Regions from separate parts of the Drosophila melanogaster genome. Here all the other regions are linked to region 1. Evidence: chromatin contacts called from public Hi-C data. All regions are on one chromosome and are shown on one strand. The core of a region is the stretch at or near the end of the contact, and the rest is flanking DNA. Distances in the headings are between cores, read along the strand shown. Region 1 holds the start of bur (burgundy). Region 2 holds the start of l(2)k14505 (lethal (2) k14505). Region 3 holds the start of Itgbn (Integrin betanu subunit).

Region 1 (2,700 bases), core at 80-2,579:
ATCTTTGGATTGACCCAGGATCATGACTTTCTGGGAGCTATCGATGGATAGGCAGGCCACATCGGAGCTTCCCGCTCTCCTCTCGAAAATAGTTGGATTCAACACAGCCAAGCACAGACCCTCCGCTGTTTTCCACAGGGATTTGTGGGCCTCTTTAAAAAGGAAAAGTGAGATCGTTTTAACCTCTCCCCGTAGATCGGATAGTTTCCACGTGGAGTAGGGATCACCCTTCTTGGTGTTTTTTACAGGATTTTTGGAAACCAGCGCGCCAGCAATGACCCAATCTTTGGCCAAATCGCCTCGCTCGATGTGATACGCAACGCCTGAGAAGGGCACAGGTTTCCTGCCCGTCATGCGCTCCTGCAGCAGTGAGCTGGAGACTAGCGGATTGATCATGCGCAGTCCGAAGACTGGATCCGTAAAAACAGCAGATACGGGAGCACTTGACTGGGATGTAGATGCCACGGCGGCAGCGACTGGCGGAGGACGTTGAAACGTGGTGCTCACCGCCGATTGCCGTTTAATAGGATTATGCGGATTTTTCAGGGGTTGCGGGGTGGATGTAACCACGTGGATAGACTTCTTAAGCTCCTGATCCACCTCCCTCGCCACCTTGGACTCGTAGGCGTTCTCCTGCTGCTGCTTCAGTCTCTTGTTTATATCACTGCCGTACTCATTGTACTTTCGTTCCAGGAAGTTCTTTACCTCCTCGTCGTCGGACGAGTCCAGCTCTGGTTCCTTAATGATAGCAGCATTCTTCTGCTTTTCCGGTTTCACGATCTTCTCGAAGGTGAAGGCATTAGCAAAACTGTTGTCTTCTCGTAGTTTTGGCACCAAAATGGGTGCGGTGGGTTTTGCTTTTTCTGACTCTGCAGATTTTGTATTTTCGTTTTCTGCTGCACCCAGTAGTTTTTCCAGAGCCAGTATTTCCTCCTCATCATCGATACTAATATCTGTTCCGGATTTCTGAGCAGGACCCATTTCATTTGGGTAGATTTGTATTTTCACGTGTTCTCGTGTTTTTTCTTGGTTTTCTAAATAAGCGCAATAACATATCTGTTTTGGCGGGCTCAGTGTGACCGGGTAATGTATATGGTTCTACAAAAAGTGCTCGTTTGTCAACACTGTACAAACAGATTATAATTTTAATTATAATTCATTATTTAAAAGAATACTTAAGCACTCCTAATAAAGAAGTAATGTAATGTTATTAAGGAATTTTCATTGTTTTCGAAATAAATATAAATTTATTTATTTGGTAAATATTAATACCAAAAACGTTCACAGCTGGTATTTTTCGTTTGCAGCACAGCTGGATTTTTCCCAAATCCGAAATATGGTCATCCGCTCGTCAATAAGTCATCTTTCGGCTTTAATTCGCGAAAAAACTGCAGGAAATCCAAAAGGAAAGTCCCTGGAAGCGGCCATAATAACGCAGCCGTGAAAATCACAGGGATTTCATCGCCAGCTGTGTCGAGCAGCCCTGGATACGCGGAAAAGAAGCTGCAGCAGCCGAAGAAATTTTGAGTGTGTGCGTGAGGAAGGAAAACGGGGGACCGCAAACAACGGATCGCGAATTTCGTCTTAAGACAAAGTCTTGCGCTGCTTGTCACGGTATTCCACGGCCTTGCCGACGGACTTCCCGGTTCTGGAAAACCGCAGCCAGGCTAAAACGAGAGAAGGTGAGAGTCGCAATATGGCGAAAAAGATCCCCGATCCCAGCCAAATCGCCATGCGGTGCTGCTCCGCCCACAATTCCGCACCCCGCCCGTTGAATTCGCAAATTAGCTTCAACCGCATTTGCCTTTGCTTTTGTTGCGATTTTTTGTTCTCCGCATTTGCAATTTTTTAAATGTTTTGCAAATATATCCCGTGGCCATTTTGTGGTTATAAGCGCCGCTTGTTGGCGGCTCCACGTGTGTAAGTGTGCGTGCCTTCTGCATGTGTATTAAATTACAACCACGCGGCCGCCCTCTTTAGTTGTTGTTGCTGTGGTTTGTGCCGTTTCTGATAACCTCTTGCATGTTGTTATCAAAAATGAGAGAGAGCCAAAGGAGGAGCACGGCTTACATCACAGACATCGCATCGCTTCAGTGACCTAATGCACTCCTAACCTTCGGAGAGGCTTTTCATATTGCTGCTGCTGCGTTTTTACACACTTCAAGAGAAAATAAATGGCAAACAAGAAGACTTGCTACCGTCGATTTGTCTCCTGGATTGTTGTTGTTTATTTTTGTTTTCTATTTTACTTGTGCACTTTTCAGCTCTGTTTTCGTTTACCTGCCATTTTTCTCCGCTCATCTTTCGCTCTCTCTCGCTTCCGCTGCCACTCTCCTCTTAGTATTTTCGCCTGTCATCTGGCGGTCAGTAGCCGGCGCCCTCCCCCCTGACCCCATCACCATTACGTTCCGTTTCCTCCTCACATCCTCATCCTCATGCATCGAAATTTGTATTTTAAAATATATGTACTAAGTCGCCGATTACTTCGGGAATTCGAAAAGCATGTTCCTGACCTGCTGTTTTTCTAAATTCTTTGATGGGACAAATGTGTCTATAAAATTAAATGTTAACTTCCATGCTTTGATAATCTACTTTAGTATGTAGAAGTATATAGCATTGACAGATACTCCTGGCACAAAAATTCGTTTTTCATGTTGTTAATCCAAATTCAGTCTGTTGACCAAAATTATACAAAAATTA
Region 2 (2,700 bases), core at 1-2,500, 81 kb before region 1:
AAAAAAGGGAGGATGACCTGACCTTGATAAGTTTCAAACTAGGCACGATTTATATACATCTATTATTATGTCCTAGGTCCTAGGAGACCTACATACGTGCTACCATAACCCTGTGGTAGTCAGCTCATATGTATGTTGAACAGGTATTTTAATTTTAAAGAATTATCTTTTGCTTAACAAGGTTTTCCGAACAGTTAAGGTGTACGAAGAGCACGGCAGCCGCCAGGCGTGCTTGCAACTCCTGTTGGCTTAAATCATGTGCCCACTCCACGCGACCCCAGAACTTAAGTTGGTATTCTTCCTCTAGACGCGCCAGGGCCACAGCCTTCTCCACGGTAAGCATCTGCTCGATGACGGCGCAGGCAAGGACAATCGACTTTAAGGTGTCCACAGCGAAAATGAAGCCTGGAGGAAAATATATTTAATAGACGTTGAACTCCAGACTTATGGTCTGCATTACCATGCAGAGTTTCCAAACTGTAGGACTGAAAATGCTTTGCGACATTCATTTTATCCTGCTCGCTGACCTGAGGCGGCGTTATGTTCATGGTCTTCTGCAGGTTTGTGTCGTAGCGCTGGTTGAACCAGGCGATCACCGGGTCCCATTCATTCACCTGAAGGTCCTGCAGGTCCTTTTCGTCCTGCAAAAGATATATGTCTGTGGAATGTGCACTCTAATTCTCAGTTGATTCACTCACATCGTACTGGAAGAGCACCGTGTCTGTGGCGATGAAGTTGAGAAGGTAGTTGACCATGTCCAACTTGGAGAGGTGATTGGGATTGTCAATGGCCGTGAAGCAGAGCGCGGATAAGTGCATGCGGGAACGCTCGATGTTTTCCTTCTGAGCGTCGAACTCAGTGGCTACAGCAATGGCCAGGGGTTCGCTGCGGACGATGAAGGGTGTGCCCTTGGGCGTTTTCAGTTTCCGGTGATCCAACACCACTTCATAGCCGCTGTCGCCGCTCAGTACGGAAGTCTTCTTGTAGAATCGCTTGGGAGGAGAGGCTGCAGGAGAAGAACCGCCGATCGCGGGATGTTATGAAATGGCAACACACGTTTTTATTCTGGCTATCGCGGCTTACCATAGTGGCGCACAGTGAAACTGCTAGCGGCTCCTTTGCACTGGCTGAAATTGGTCAACCGGAGAGCTCGGATGGCGCTAACTACATACTTTCCGTTCATTTTTAGAGTTTGTCTGCCTGTCTACTTGTCTTCAGCTGTTTAACAGCAGAGTTGAGTTTTCAGTGTGGCTGTAGTACTTTTTCCACAAATCTCAATAAATCAGTCGTAGGTACTGTTTACCTTTCTGTGCTACTCCACTGCCTTCATAAGGACATCGAGGGTATTCCCTTAGAGGAATTAATCGCCATTTATAGCTTCTAGTCGAGTAAGCTTTTAACACTTGGGTCTCTTTTAGCGACTGCAGATGTCACTATGCGCACTAATTGCATGTGCGGTATTTTTAAAAAACTTGTTTGTTTTTATTAATTTCTGACTATTGGATATGACCATTGTATATGTTTGGCCTCATCATATTTTTGGCACATCGATACAATGTGCAAGACAAATGATAAAATCAAAACCTTTTCCAAAACTGTAGCAGTGACAGTTGTGGGCGTTAGTATGATTGAGGCAACGTTCTGAAATAAGCTTGCAACGCTGAAACTTTAGCAACATATTCTAAGATAGTGGTGGCTCTTTCTAACCATCTAAACACATTCCTTTATAAGAATTTTATTTAAAAATATGAATCCTTATTTTTGGGCAAACAAATGTTCTAAAGTTGTAACATACAAATTTTCAAATGGATTAATTCGTACCATTATAAAGTATGTATATATATTATTACTAAATTATTCTGTACTACTAATGTGGGATGTATAGATTACACATACTAGTTTTGTTGTAACTTTCGGTTGCTACTTTAAATTAGAAAAAATCTGTATCCACCATTAAATTATAAACTCATGTCTTTATATAAGCAATACAATAAAATAAATTAATTTGTAACCAATGAATAACTAACAACATATACATACATATATATATATATATCGGGTAACCGTTCAGTCTATAAATTTCAGGACCTGTTGCAAGCACTCATTTATCAATCATTCTATCCCAAACATAGTTACTGTTACATTTTTTGTGTTGTTCAATGTTTTGATTAAAAGCAGATATGGAGCGTGCCTACATAAACATCGAGAAAAACGAGGATAATAATCAAACTTTTGAAAAATGTTTTGATATTTATTCATATTTTTATTAGTCTTAAAAATTTCTGTCGATTTGCCAAACAACTTTTTGACCCGCCCATTCTATAGCCCTAAAACCGCAAAAAACTGCCACGCTGTTTGATAAAAATTGATCAAAAATGGCAAAATATTGATTAAAAACAAGAGAGAATGCTATAGTCGACTTCCCTGACTAGCAACCTTCTAGCTTTTATCGTTCCTGAGATCTTGACGTTCATACGGACAGACGGACATACCTAGATCGACTCGGCCATTGATCCTGATCGAGAATATACTTTACATTGTCGGAAACGCTTCCTTCTGCCTGTTATATACTTAACAAGGAATCTAATATACCCTTTTACTCTATAAGAATTTTGACGTATCAGTTTATTCAAACGAAAGGGCAGAGCCAGATTGAATAAGCTGTTGGGAACATTTCCTTTTACCTGTTTTCAAGGAATC
Region 3 (2,735 bases), core at 185-2,684, 130 kb after region 1:
AGCTCTTGGAGAATCAAAATTATTGACAGACATCAAAATGCGGCTCGATGAAAACAACTTAGCACCATATCAATTGAGATAAACGCAAATGCATTATGGAGACTAAGGAATAAAAGTGCTAGTTGGGTCTGTATGCTAAAAATAACTACCCCAAAATGGGTTAACAACTAAAAATAATAAAATACAATTATAGGTTGTGGTTTTCTGTGATTTAATCTTAGAAGTTAGTGATATATGTAGAAATTAGTTGAGTATTTCCGGATCAAAGCTCCAAAATATTAATGTATGTTTTTTTTTTTTTGAAATTAATCGCGTTTTACTCATTGAAATATTATTCAACCCTCGAGAAAACTTATAAACAACAAAAGCACATTCTTGTGACTCATTTTTGCTCGCTTATTCAGCACGACAACGAATACATAATCTATTAGTTCTGGGATCACAATACTTATAAGGTAAGTATCTCAATACCTATAAAGTGGGTTTTCAATCAGACATTAGATTATAATTATTATAATGTCTTTGGGTCAGTGAACTTTCAAAAGTGTTGGACAAGGACGGCGGAAAGAAAGAGAGGGATAGGTATTCCCACGCTAAATGGTACAACAATAACAAGATGTGACAACCACCAAGGCCTGATAAGCAAAGCACGGACACAAAAACAAAATGTTTAAAAATGATGTGGAGCAAATGTGGAACAAATACGAAGTAGTGGGGAAGAATTGGAAGGGTGACACACATGAAAAAGTGTTGGTAGCCACATGATAAATCAAATTTGATAAGATAAGAAAAGCTAAATAAAACAATTATCCAAACACACACCTTTGACCAACTTAAGGTATGCCCGCTGGGGTGTGACTTGGACAGCCTGATCACTGGTTTCGTAGTCCTTTAGGGGCTTATCCTGAAGGACATCTAGGACCGGCTGGTTCTCGTATATATCCGTTTCACTGCAGTTGTAGTTAAGTAGTTGCCGGCGAGAGAGACAACGATATCCCACCTGGTATTCCTGATATGCAACCAAATAGGAAAATGATTGACTTCGCAAGGATGACAGCAGCAGTAGGAACCGTTTATGTTTTCTTGCCATCTCCCTCGTACTCACCTTGTCCGTGCACCAAGCGCATTCCAGATGAGCGGATAAACATCTTTCGCAGCTGTCTGCGTGCCTGCACTGATCATCTGCGTAAAAGAGATGGCGATAACAAATCCGTTATGTCACGTCAAAGCTGCCGGCTAACAAACCAATTGAATCTGCATCCGAATGAGAGATCTCAGCTATTAGAAAAACCAAATATATCCACAAGAACGCCCTTCCGCCCAGTGACGTCATTTTCAAAATGCGTGCAATTTTCACTACCAACGATCACATATATTTTTTTTGCTAAGGGAGCTAGCGACCGTTCGGCCTTAGAAGTCCAGCGTAACTAATATTTGTTCAGTACGAAAAACGTTGATTGCTCCGCTCGTATCTTATCAGGAGAGAGTGACAAAAAATGTGAGAAGTTATTGGGAAAATGATGTGATTAGAATAAATGGCACTCTTAAAAATAAATGAGAGTAATAAGTGATAATAAAAGAAAGCAAATTTCATTCACGTGTTGTCTAACTCACTACATTTTAAGACATAAAAAATGCACTGCTATCGTTCTTATGTTTTGTTTAAATAAATATTAGTGTTTGGAAAGTATATACATAATATATGTATATTTATTTGGAGATCCATTTCTTTATTTATTTAGATATCATATTTAGTCACAATCAAAACCTTAAAGTATACTTTTATGTCTAGTTGTTTTAAAAATTCCATCCCATTAGAAATATATTATAGACCAGCTCCCATTTAATGGTAGAGAAGGGGTTACATATTTGTACTTTAAATATGTGGAGCCACAAGTTTTGTAGCCGTCAGAGCTTGTAAGGGACCGAAAATACTAAAATAAACCAAGACGAATTCATATGAAAGAGTCTAAAGCAAACAACAACAAACCAACAGCTACACATAAGCAAAACTATACAAATTTAATAAAAAAAATTTTGTTCATTTAGTGCAAGTCTTCTCTTAGAAAAATTTGTATTAAATAACACAATGAATAGGACTATCGGTTGGCATAATGTTAGTCTTGTGTTTTTCAGATTGCTTTTATGATTTTAAACGTAAAATAGAATTTAAATTATTTAATATATAAGTCAGAATAACGATTTTATTAGGAAATTACTGGTCACACTGTTAGGCTCAATTTGTCAAAACTGGTCTTAAGTTAGTGCTCTCTTACTCTCTTCGGGCGGTATAATTCTCCAGCCGAGCCATGGTCTTACTATCCTGTGACCAACCCCGCGGAGAAAAAACATTTTTACCATTATGTTGTTGTCCTCTTCTTTCATTTTATGAAATGGCTGTGTGAACAAGAGATGGATGGCGCAGTAGTGTGACCAAAATCGTGGGTAAAAAGACGCAGCAAAATACTGAAACACTCATGAAACGGCCAGTCGGCGAAAAATTTTCAAATCGCGGGGTCGTACAGCGGACGATTTTCAATCGGAACGGTTCAGCTTTGGAGCGGAGCGCGGAGTTTCGCATTTTTTGTGTTTGTAGCGGAAAATCGGATGAAAAACTCCAAATGTTTACCAAATGAGCGGCGACAAATACGCGACCAATTGACGAGATCGTGTGTGTTTTTCTCAATTAAACGGTGAGTGTGCGATAGAGATGGAGATGTAAAGTATGCAGTCAA

What was found. Hi-C and Micro-C count contacts between places; a contact is called where the count stands out from the background.
Region 2: a Hi-C map of the Kc167 cell line shows a contact between it and region 1, with 2.9 times the contacts expected there. A contact is called at or near these places in 12 of 107 Hi-C or Micro-C datasets (the D17-c3 cell line, the Kc167 cell line, the ML-DmBG3-c2 cell line and 5 more).
Region 3: a Hi-C map of the Kc167 cell line shows a contact between it and region 1, with 2.0 times the contacts expected there. A contact is called at or near these places in 2 of 107 Hi-C or Micro-C datasets (the Kc167 cell line and embryo).

The regions. Positions count from the first base shown.
Region 1 is chr2L:21,178,312-21,181,011 of dm6, reverse strand. bur (burgundy) reads left to right here and starts at 1,329. Exons shown (of 10, transcript NM_001299191.1): 1 at 1,329-1,682. Mcm10 (Minichromosome maintenance 10) reads right to left here and starts at 1,079. Exons shown (of 2, transcript NM_136253.4): 1 at 1-1,079. The coding sequence starts at 981. It also overlaps asRNA:CR44911.
Region 2 is chr2L:21,259,718-21,262,417 of dm6, reverse strand. l(2)k14505 (lethal (2) k14505) reads right to left here and starts at 1,250. Exons shown (of 4, transcript NM_001273739.1): 1 at 1,084-1,250; 2 at 699-1,006; 3 at 461-641; 4 at 7-405. The coding sequence starts at 1,183. The coding sequence ends at 155.
Region 3 is chr2L:21,051,732-21,054,466 of dm6, reverse strand. It overlaps Itgbn (Integrin betanu subunit), which reads right to left and starts at 1,434. Exons shown (of 6, transcript NM_078884.3): 1 at 1,246-1,434; 2 at 1,106-1,182; 3 at 823-1,009. The coding sequence starts at 1,333. CG42238 reads left to right here and starts at 2,303. Exons shown (of 7, transcript NM_001273724.1): 1 at 2,303-2,693.